4 separate regions of the Mus musculus genome follow, and all the other regions are linked to region 2. A link is a contact called in public Hi-C and promoter capture Hi-C data. All regions are on one chromosome and are shown on one strand. Each heading gives the region's core, a stretch centred on a gene start, on an enhancer-like site or on the middle of the called end of the contact. The rest is flanking DNA. Distances are from core to core; before and after follow the strand shown. Region 1 holds the start of Lrba (LPS-responsive beige-like anchor). Region 2 holds the start of Tmem131l (transmembrane 131 like). Region 3 holds the start of Cd1d1 (CD1d1 antigen). Region 4 holds the start of Rps3a1 (ribosomal protein S3A1).

The links. Promoter capture Hi-C pulls out the DNA fragments that hold promoters and counts their contacts. A called contact is a pair of places that touch in the nucleus more often than the background predicts.
Region 1: a Hi-C map of B cells shows a contact between it and region 2, with 5 read pairs. The contact joins the promoter of Lrba here to the promoter of Tmem131l in region 2. A contact is called at or near these places in 1 of 39 promoter capture datasets (liver) and 1 of 484 Hi-C or Micro-C datasets (B cells).
Region 3: a contact with region 2 is called in a promoter capture Hi-C map of liver, with 3 times the contacts expected there. The contact joins the promoter of Cd1d1 here to the promoter of Tmem131l in region 2. A contact is called at or near these places in 3 of 39 promoter capture datasets (liver and pre-B cells).
Region 4: a promoter capture Hi-C map of pre-B cells shows a contact between it and region 2, with 10 times the contacts expected there. The contact joins the promoter of Rps3a1 here to the promoter of Tmem131l in region 2. A contact is called at or near these places in 5 of 39 promoter capture datasets (the C10 cell line, hippocampal neurons, liver and 1 more) and 1 of 115 datasets of contacts at active chromatin or transcription factors (astrocytes).

Annotation. Positions count from the first base shown.
Region 1 is chr3:86,223,272-86,225,971 of GRCm38.p6, reverse strand. It overlaps Lrba (LPS-responsive beige-like anchor), which reads right to left and starts at 1,282. Exons shown (of 57, transcript NM_030695.2): 1 at 1,218-1,282; 2 at 468-903. The coding sequence starts at 683.
Region 2 is chr3:84,038,802-84,041,501 of GRCm38.p6, reverse strand. It overlaps Tmem131l (transmembrane 131 like), which reads left to right and starts at 1,341. Exons shown (of 35, transcript NM_172681.4): 1 at 1,341-1,525; 2 at 2,117-2,187. The coding sequence starts at 1,402. It overlaps Gm30352 (a long non-coding RNA gene), which reads right to left and starts at 1,281. Exons shown (of 4, transcript XR_867387.3): 1 at 591-1,281.
Region 3 is chr3:86,997,968-87,000,667 of GRCm38.p6, reverse strand. Cd1d1 (CD1d1 antigen) reads left to right here and starts at 1,339. Exons shown (of 6, transcript NM_007639.4): 1 at 1,339-1,476; 2 at 1,763-2,035; 3 at 2,318-2,596. The coding sequence starts at 1,416.
Region 4 is chr3:86,141,277-86,143,976 of GRCm38.p6, reverse strand. Rps3a1 (ribosomal protein S3A1) reads left to right here and starts at 1,309. Exons shown (of 6, transcript NM_016959.4): 1 at 1,309-1,469; 2 at 2,176-2,279; 3 at 2,551-2,700. The coding sequence starts at 1,408.

The sequences.
Region 1 (2,700 bases), core at 33-2,532, 2.2 Mb before region 2:
ATTCTGTATTTAAAACTAACTATAGCAAAACATAACTTAGGCAAAAACTTACATTAGCTCCCAAGTCCAAAAAAAAAAAAGTCATTTATTCAAAATATTAAAGAGAAAAATCGCAGGCTTAAACATACACTCCAAGAGGAAAAAAAAGTTACATCCAAATTCTCCATTGAACACCTGACTACACACACACATGCACACACATACACACACAAATATACTTCCACATCAACACTTGCTTAATTAGCACAAAGGTGATCTGTTCATGTTCATTGAAAACCTGAAGCATCAAATTTTGCATAATTCTCTTTAAACTGAAATACAAGTAATTGCTCCATTTAGGTCAAGTAGAATTTTGTGTCTATCCGTGGAAAAAGCCATTAGATTGAGTGAAGCACATGACCCCAACTTCGTCTTGCTCCCCAACTCACCGAGAAAAGTATATGCTTATAAAATATTGATCTACTTACCAGGTTAAAGACAGTTTCTACAATATCCCTATTGGACACTTCTCCAACTTCAACCAACCCCGTCAGCACGGCGAATTTCATTCTGATGCCCCTGATGGGGAGCCCCGGCTTCAGAGACAGCGCACCCCCTTCCGTAGGGGTTTCTTCTTTCCCTCCACCTCCCCCGTCATCACCTGTTGGTGGCCGGGAAGGGGCACGATTGTCTTCACTAGCCATGACTAGTTCACGAGAAAGGACAAGTCAGAGTCACCCTGGGCCAGCAGTCGCTGCACGGAGAAGAGGCACCAACACACACGCAAACGCTAAACCAAAAAGGGTCTCTGTTCCAACTTGCGGAGAAACCCAAAAAAGCAGGAAAGTCCTTGGTCGTCGCCCTCCTCCTCTTGGAGACTATTTGTCCAATCTCTCTCCCGGAGGCTGACAACAACGCCAAAGCCTATTGGAAGATTAAACATCTGTTAAATAGGGTAGGTCTGTCGTGGGATTTTTTAGGGAGGAGAGGGAAATAGTTACTGTCTGTCAAATAAGTTACTAAGGGCACCCCAAGGGCCAGCCGGCCGGCCGCTCCTCCCGGGCTCCATCGCCCGCTCCGCCGAAGGCGGGTCCTCCAGGCCGGCGAGCAGGCTCACTCCTCCCCCCCCCCCCCCAGCCCGCGCAGGTGGTGGGCGCGGGCAGGTGCACCGCGGGGGACTGTCGCCGGCAGAGGACGGGGGGCCCCTGCGACCACTGAGGTCCAAAGTTCCTCCTCACCCGGAGACTCCGGCCTCGTCCTCACCCCCGCCGGGGCGCAGCGAGACGGAGGTGGCGGCGGAGATCCAGGGCAGGAAAAGGCGGGGGAAGGGGGCGGTGATTCTCCTCAGCGCTCGGCCCAGGGGGAGGAGTGGAGCACCTCGCCCGGGCACCTGAGCTCGGCTGAGGAGAGGAAGGGAGGTGTGTGCTGGGGCGGGAAGGCAGGCCCGACGCGCCTGCGGGGACGGGGACAGGGACCGGGACGGGACCGGGGAGAGAAAGGTCAAGGCACCTGGTCGCAGCCTTCAAGTTTCCCTAGTCCGCTCCCCGGGAGCCCGGCGGCTGCCTAGAACTCCGTGCTTCCCTAGGCCGCCCCACCCCTGCGCTCAGCCCTTGCAAACGCAGCTACTGCAGGCGGGGGCGACGCCGCGGCTCGTGCCGCCGCGGTGGCCGAGGATGCTACTGCCACAGAACGCCGGGCTACGGCGCGCGGGACTACCCCTATGCCTACTGAAGCTGCTCCTCGCCGCCATGACAGCGCCGAGGGCCGCCGGGCGCGGCGTGCGCGTGCGCGAGCGCGAGCGCGCGGGGTGGTGGGGCGGGCGAGCGAGCGAGCGGGCGGGCGCCCTAGCGGAGGCGGCTTAGTAGGGGACGTGCGGGCGGGCCCGGAGAATCGCGGGTGAGTGGCGGAGCAGAGCACGCGCGCTCGCTGGAGGTGCCACGCGGGCGGGAGCGCGCCTCGAGAGCGCGCTGCTCAGGTAGAGCCGCGAGCGGCGCGCTTTTCCCTCGCACTCTTCGCCCAGACTGTGCTTTGGCGACGAACGGGAGGCGGGTGCTGTGCAACAGCAGGTCTCTGAGCGCCGAGGGTACCCGCCCCACGTTGTCAAGGTGTCCTCGTGTTGGACTTGGAGAAGGACACCTGAGGGACTTAGGAGTCGTTGAGGTGGCGGCGCTGGAGCCTCTGGGGAGCAGTCTCCACCCCTGACTGAGCTCAGCTGCTGCCTGCCCGCCCGCGGCGCTAACTGGGAAAGATTTCCACTGGGATGCCCTGGCAGCTGCCGCTGCTCGGAGGGGAGGGACAGCGACTGGGAGGATTCCTTGCCTGGCAGCTGCCGCCCCAGCAAAGCTCTCCCACATTCTAAGGAGTAGAGGATTCATTCCTCAGACAGCTGCTCGGAGCTGTGGAGGCGGGATTCACCGGGGGGGTTGGGGGGGGGCTGGAAATGGGAAAGGGGGTTCCTCTCAATTTCCCAGTGTGGAAGTTAAGTTTGCCTCATTATAGATGCTTTTAAATATATATAAATGAGGATTTGAAGCCAGTACAAATTGTCATAGTCTAATGTTGTCATTCTCTTCACTGCCTCTGATGATGGCAAAGCATTGATCCTGGTGCATTAGTATAAAATAAAATGAACATAGAGGAGGTAGTTGTTCTATTAGTATTCTCTGGGATAAGACTTTAAAGTACTAAAATACTCCCAGGTTCCTAAAAATGACGGGATGA
Region 2 (2,700 bases), core at 92-2,591:
CGGGACATACCATCGATTTTCTGAGACCCTTGAATGCAGTGAGGGAATTTCAGTATCCGAGGGGCAAATAGAAACCCAGAGAAGTGAAATGAAGAGGAAAAAAAGGGTCCAATGGGATAGGACAGGACATCCTTGCCAGGGATGCACCCAAGCAATCTGGGGGGGGGGGGAGTAAGAAATAATTGGAGCTGCTCAAGTTGGACAAAGCAAAATGACATTTCCATGTGGACATTTGCTTTTATCAAGTGTTAAGTATGGCAAAGAAATCAGGTGGTTTAACCTCATTTAGAGTTACATCCAGACAAAGAGATTAGGTTCACAGTATGGTATTATGAAGAGAGCATCCATCATTCATATTGTCCTTGACCAACATCTGACCTGCTATGAGACTACATTTTTTCCCATAGTCTAGACTGGAAGGCTCCAGAAGCAATTAAACAGAAGATCAATGTAAGCAGACAGGTGTACACCATCACTTCCTGAAGCTCACAGTCTCTGAGTTTCATACGAGCTACGTTTGCTGCACACAGCAAATCAACTTAAAAAAAAAAAAAACAGAGGCAGAAAATAAATTTCCAAGTATGACTTACACTACTTATTAATATTGTTAACTGGCAGGCGATCTGTGCCCTCCACTTCAACTACGTTTAGCAAGTGGCTGGCTCACTTTTGCAGTCTGATTCTGCAGGTCCATCTGCAGGGCTCTTGAAGGTCTAACCTAAGCTCTCCCACCTGTCAGGATTTGGACCGTCTCCACAGAGGGCGCTGAGCGCATTACCGCCACGCGGCGCTGAGGTCAGCCTCTCGGGTGTTGGGAGAGCTTTTTATTCTAAATTACAGACCTCGCAGCCACCGGATATCCTCGCTGCATAACAGGCAGTAGCTGTGCGGCTGCACTCGCGTTTCCTGACAACCACAGCAATATTTCCACTAATATCCTGTTCAAGGCCAAGCGCTGGGCTACGATTCATTCCCAGGACCCCTCCCCCCGGGGGGTTAGTGCCCCCACCGTGGCCCGGGTGTCATCGACAAAGAGAACCTCATGAAAGTTCACGACAACACCCTCTCCCCGTGGGCCGCGAGCCCCAGCCCCCAGAGTCAAGCTTCTGGGGGCCCTCGGGCACGTGCTGCGCGCTGTGAGCGTTCGCATTGTCTTCGTCCCTCCGCTCCCCGCCGCGTTCCATCCCCTTCTATCTGCGGAGCACACGCGCTCGGGAGCAAGCGGCGCGCCGGCGCTGAGCAGCAGTCCAACAGCTGCGGGGGCGGGCCCAACAGCGGGGGGCGGGCCCGGAGGCGGGGCGGGGCCAGGGCGCGGGGGCGGGCCCGGGGCGCGGCCTGGCGGCCGCGGCGCCACCAAACAAGAGAACAAGATCGCTGCGAGCGAGCGCGGCGAGCACCAGCATGGCGGGGCTCCGGCGCCCGCAGTCCGGCGCCTACCGCCGCACGGCCGCTGCCGTGAACCTTCTGCTGGGCGTCTTCCAGGTCCTGCTGTCCTGCTGCCGTCCGGGAGGGGCTCAGGGACAAGGTCAGCCCGTCGTCGGGGCTGGCTGTCCCCGCCGCCCCGCCCCCCCTTTCTTTTAGGGAACTGTTGAAATCTGTGAGGGTTCGCGGAGGAAGGGGACTCGGGCGGCTGGGGAAGACGGGCTGCTGCAGCCCTGCGACCGCAGCGTCCCCTCGGCGACTCTAGGCCGGGCCAGGAGCGGGCAGCGTGGGGCTCAGGGACCGCTAGCCGCGCACGCCCCGGAGCCTTTGTGCGCGGGCCCCTGCGCCCCGGGCGCATCCCCCGCTTTGTGTGGCGCGCGGGTGCCTCGCCGCGCCCGGCTTCCTGCAGCTTTGTTTCCCCCAGCCCGGTGGCTTGGGGGTCGCGCCGTGCTTGGTGCGGCGGCCTCATGCCCTGGTCTTGACCAAGCCCGCACGCCCTCATCTTCTGGACCCCGGGGTCCGGCTGGGCATTGTATTTGCATCCTCGGCTCACCCCTCGGGTGGCCTGCCCTGCGAGGGGAGAAGGAGACTTGTTTGGGGGCAGGCGGTTGGCACGAGGGGACGGGCGAGGAAACAGGAAGCGTTTCTTTGCCGTGCATTACAAACGCGGTGTGTTTTTTTGGTGTCCGTGCAGCGTTTGAGCCCTTGCCGAACGTGGTGGAGCTGTGGCAGGCAGAAGAAGGGGAACTCCTGCTGCCCACTCAGGTGAGGAGGACCGGTGACAGGGCGGGTGTGGGCGTGTGAGGGAGGAGAGGCCTGGAGGTTGCCGGCCTTCCCCCCAATGGCACAGGAGCGCTCGGGTCACTTTGCAAGGCAAATAAACGGTCGTGCCGAGCCTGAACACCTGGCAACGGTGGCTCTTCAGCCTGGCTCCCGCGCCATGTGACAGGGTGTGAGTCAGGGCCGCCCCAAGTTCAGAAGGTGGGTGTCCAGGCCACCTCAGCAGGGTTGTGTGTCTCACAGCCTTGCGCCTGGCTAGTGGCGACTTCCTTGGCTCGTTAGTGGGCCAGGGTGGGCGGAGGACTCGCTTCTGGGTCTCCACGGCTGTCTCTAAGCAGGCGGGTGTGGTGTGGATGGCAAGTGGCTGGAGGGTTGAACACAATGGGAATATTGATTTCATAAATGTTAGTGAGTGGTACTTTGCCATTAGCCTAAGTAGCTTTGGGATGAAGAAGTGACTTTAAAGGAGTATAATCTTGGAATTTCTCCAAATGTCTT
Region 3 (2,700 bases), core at 90-2,589, 3.0 Mb before region 2:
AAATTACATTGGAGTTTGAAGTCTGAGTGGACACTAGGCAGGCGCTTGGAGGTCAGAGGTCCCCAAGGGGTCTATTTGTGCAGAGATCTGAGGAAGAAGCTGTATCTAAGGGACGAAAGCATGTGAGACTTAGAGTAGGGTCCCAAACGATGCTCCAAGGCAAGCCAGAGCATGGGCAGAATGATCCTAGAGGCTATACCGATCAATGATGGGGTTTTTTCCTACCTCGTGGAAGGTATTTCATATAGTTGAAGCAGAAGGTTGCGGTTATGTTAAGGGTAGAGACATAGAGAAGAGGCCTACTTAGGAGACAAGGCAAAAAGACAGAGCAAAGCATACAACGGGGTGACTAAAAAGGAACGAGGAAGATGGTATCAGGATGCTTGCTGCAGGAGTACGATTTACCAAGGATGACTTCTCCTTTCTCACAGTAACTGAAATTTTGAGCAACTGTTTTTGTCACTACTTGTTTTAAGCGTGAGAAGTTGGGAATGGCCCTACAAACTCACAGGCGCGCCCTGTAATCTTACCTCTGTTCTCAAAAACAAGAGGTTCGGTATTTGCGAGTGAGTGGGAAAGACATCTGTCTGCAGGTGTATGGCCCGTGTTTTCGCTGTGCTGAAGCGCTTCGAGGGGGCACATCTCGTCACTTTTGGCTTTTCCTCACATCAGACTGACACAAGTCTTCGATTTTCGCAAATCATGACAGTACAATATACAGAACAAAATAAAAACTAAAAATAAAATATGCCTGTACTCTCCCAAAATGGAGTCGGGGACAGCCAGAGGGCAGGTAAGGCAAGGGAGAAAAGAAACCAGGGTAAGGGGAAAAAGAATCTGACATGGGAAACTGTGGGCATACGAAAGCTATGAAGGAACTTAACCCGCCTAGTCCTATCCTCTCAATGAACCACTAGAAGAATCACATCTATTATTATCATTATCATTATTTTAATGTGATATTTATAGATATCTGGGAGGATCCAAACTTGTAAATGGAGCACCTGCAGACAGCCCCTGCTAGCTAGACCAAAACGTCCCTTCTATTTTTCCCCTTGCATTTTTAATACCATCGGAGTTGTAACCGAAATACAATTTTGTCTTGCTTTCGATATTGAGACGATAGTCTCAACCTCATTCTTTAGTATAACGGAAAGACATTTTTGTTGTTGTTGTTTTGTTTTGTTTTGTTTTGTTTAAAAGTGGTTTGCGTAGCGGTTCTGAGTAAAGCTGCACTCCAACCCTCAACTACCAGGGGGTTTGGCTTTGTCAAAGAGTAATTTACCAATCGTGCCTGCGCGTCCTTCCGGGTTTTGCTGGCTCTGCACCAAAAACCCCAGAGCCTTTGTGTACCAGTCCGGGAGCAGAGTAAAGCGCAGAAGTCGGAGCCGAGGGCTGTGTAGAACTCTGGCGCTATGCGGTACCTACCATGGCTGTTGCTGTGGGCATTCCTACAGGTCTGGGGACAATCTGAAGGTGAGTGAGTAAAAGCGCACACAATCTAGAGAAGGGAGGAAGGGAGGGAGAAAGAGGCTGGCTACAAGCTCTGTGCAGTAGTGGGCGGGTGGAGGTGGGCTTCCCGGCTTGCAACAACAGTGGGAGGAGCAATGTATGGCTGCGGCTCAGGGCTTAGCTCAGTTCAGAACTACACTGAGCCTGCCTTTCCTTCCGCAAGCGCAGCTAAAGCTGAGCTTTTTCCTACTGCAGTCTGTCCTCAGACTGAGCCCACTCGCTAAGTTCTTTCCTTTTCCTTTGTTTCCAGCCCAGCAAAAGAATTACACCTTCCGCTGCCTGCAGATGTCTTCCTTTGCAAACAGAAGCTGGTCCCGCACAGACAGCGTGGTCTGGCTGGGGGATCTGCAGACTCACCGTTGGAGTAATGACTCAGCCACCATCAGCTTCACGAAGCCATGGTCCCAGGGCAAGTTGAGTAACCAGCAGTGGGAGAAGTTGCAGCATATGTTTCAAGTCTATCGAGTCAGCTTTACCAGGGACATACAGGAATTAGTCAAAATGATGTCACCTAAAGAAGACTGTGAGTGGAGGGGTTGGAACCCTGAACCCAGTGGGCAGGAGTGATCCAGACCCCAGCTGGATAACTGTGGGCATCGGGCATAGCTTCTCTTCTCTGTCCACCCTTATGGTTTTACTTCTGTCTAAAAGTAACCCTTGTCCCTTCTAAAAATAGCCCATTTCTGCTCTAGGGCACCATGATCATTTTCCTCAACTGGCACTTAACGATAATCTTCATACCAATTCCTTTCTTCCAAATCCCTTAATCATGAACTCTTTGGTCTCTGCCTACTCCTCCTTACAGATCCCATTGAGATCCAGCTGTCTGCGGGCTGTGAAATGTACCCTGGGAATGCTTCGGAAAGCTTTTTACACGTAGCATTTCAAGGAAAATATGTCGTGAGATTCTGGGGAACGTCCTGGCAGACAGTCCCAGGGGCCCCATCTTGGTTAGACTTGCCCATCAAAGTGCTCAACGCTGATCAAGGGACAAGTGCAACCGTGCAGATGCTCCTGAATGACACCTGCCCCCTATTTGTCCGTGGTCTCCTAGAGGCAGGGAAGTCAGACCTAGAGAAGCAAGGTCAGCTGGCTATTTTCACCCTGGCTCTCCACTTGGATCCATCTAGGTTTTTACATCACTGTCAGCTGTAGAGGAAGGGCAAGGACTAGGAAGAGATGAGTAAG
Region 4 (2,700 bases), core at 60-2,559, 2.1 Mb before region 2:
TGTGGAGGGGTGGAGATAGAGGTAGAGAAATGGCTTAGTGGTTAAGAGTAGTAGTGACTGCTCTTCTAGAGGACCCAGGTTCAATTCCCAGGACCCACATGATAGCTCACAACTGTCTGTAACTCCAGTTCCAGGGGATCTGGGACTTTCACACAGACAAACATGCAGGCAAACCATATAAAATAAAAATAAAGACATCACTTTTAAAAGTGGGGAAGGGGTGGTTTGCATTAAGAAAATTGGTGGGCAGTTAGGTACAACAATTGATCACGACTGTGCCTTTTTGGGGTGCTAGAGATGGAATCCGTTGTCTCAGGCATGCTGAGGCTTTTCCAGGACACCACTCTAGTCCCCACTCCACTAAAAACCCAAACACTCCTCCTATCCCAGAAAAAACAAAACCAACCAACCAAAAACCCAGGGCTGTCGAGATGGCTCAGCTGGTAAAGGCACCTGCAGAGACCTCTCAGGCAGTGAGGAGGCAGGGCACATTGTATGGCAGCGCTGCGGGCCAGTGTGCGCAGGATGGCAGCCTCTCCCTGAGCCTTATACCCACATAGTGGAAGAAGAGAACCAACTCTTGAGAATAGGTCTCTGACCTCCACACAGAGACCTGTGAGGCACAGGACCACACACATAGTCATACAAAAAAAAAATGTGATTACAAATGTGTAAGAGTTACATATGTATATATGTGTGTGTGTGTATATATATATTCTCTCCTCTCCCCTTCCCAGTCTGTCTTGCTAGGTAGTTCAGGCTAGTACTCACCATATACTCCAGGCTCTCCTCCAACTTGCTGTCCTCCTGCCTCCAGAGCTCTGGGATTGCACACACGGCTAAGCCTCTTTTTTCATGAAAGTTCACAACACAGCCAAGCCCAAGAGTAGTCAGCACGTGAACAGCGTGCCCGAAGTCATGCTTATTGAATTACACTAATGTTTTGAAATAGATCACATGAATATTCCCGTTTTACACCCGAGGGAACTGATGGCTAAAGAGGTCAGAAGGCTAAGTACTGTTGGAATCACCATTTGAACATGGATTTGCTATCTCTGATTCAAAGCCCATGGTCTAGGGAAGAAACGTACTCTCAAAATTAGAAACAGAGAGTTCCCACCCTCGGGGCAACGGAAACCACAAGAAACCTGAAGTGGGTTGAGCATCTCTGACAATCTGCAGGCTCCCATGCACAGCCTAGCCAGCCCGCGGCCCGCTGCGCGACCTCCCGACACACGAGGGCGCTGTCGCAGCACGGCGGGAAACGAGCCGCCAGCTAGTGTCGCGAGATTCTTAAAGCCGGAAGGGCGAAAGAGCAAGGGTCACGTAGACGGCGCTCCCCGCCCGGCTCGCGTTAAGTTCTCGCGCGAGTTGTACTTCCGCCCTTTTGGCTCTCCGGTCGGCACCATGGCGGTCGGCAAGAACAAGCGCCTGACGAAAGGTGGCAAGAAGGGAGCTAAGAAGAAAGTGTGAGTGGCGGATCGCGCGGGTCCCCGGCCGTTGGGCTCCGCAGGAGTTGGTGGGCGGGTTCTGGGGTGCGGCGTGGGGCGGATGGTGAGGATGCGGGGTGGATTGCGCGGCGGTGCTGCGCTGCGCGGCTGGCGGGTGCGTCCCGGGCGGCCGCCTCTCCGCCACCCGGCCGGGTGTCGCGCGCCGCGTGTGATCTCCGCCCTGCGTCTCTAGCAGTCGCTCGCGTGTCGCGCGCGAACTGTGGGCTCCTGGGTTGCTGGAAGTCCGTGGCACTTTTTAACACCGCTCTACGTCAGTCACTCTGGCTGTCCATGTCGGGACCCCATGTCAACTTGTGTGCTGGGCTCTCGTGGGACCGACCTGGAGACCCGGGACACTTGTTTAGCAGCAGTTTGTGCTGTTGCGGACCAGTCACTGTCACAGGTCCCTGAGGTTCCAGGGCAGTGTGTATATAGTACTGCCTGTGTGATGGAGGAGTGGGGAAGGCATGGCTTCGAACTTACTGCTTTGTGCACTGGCAGACCAGCCGGCCTCGCAGACGTTCACCCCACGGGGAGGACGTCCGTCGTGTTAAGTGCAGGCCGATTGCAAGATCGTGCCTGGGAAACTGTTAACAGAAGTCTGAAGGATAAGAAGCGTTTAAAAGTGGTCGGGAGTGTTGTTACAATTTACAGAGAAACTTGAGGTTATTTTTCTCCCATCCAGGGTCGATCCATTTTCTAAGAAAGACTGGTACGATGTGAAAGCTCCAGCCATGTTCAATATTAGGAACATCGGGAAGACACTAGTCACGAGGACTCAAGGAACCAGTGAGTACTGTGGGCCCCTTTTGCTTTGTTCCTAAGCTGTGGCATGTGCATATTAACCGGCGCCTTGGTCAACTCTGATGGGGCGCTGGATTGAAATGTCAGCCCAGTGGTTGGAGGGCCTGGCATTGGGAGTGCTTGGTCTTAGTACAGATGTGGCAGCAATGAAGTGTTTGTACAGCTGTCCAAGAGAACGTTTAGGTGTTGGCAGTAAGCCACTGGTGTGAAGGTGGGTTTGGTTAACAAGTTAACAGGGTTTGTGGTTCTTTTTTAGAAATTGCCTCTGATGGCCTCAAGGGTCGTGTGTTTGAAGTGAGCCTTGCTGATCTACAGAATGATGAAGTTGCGTTTAGAAAATTCAAGCTAATCACTGAGGACGTTCAGGGCAAAAACTGTCTGACTAACTTCCATGGTATGGATCTTA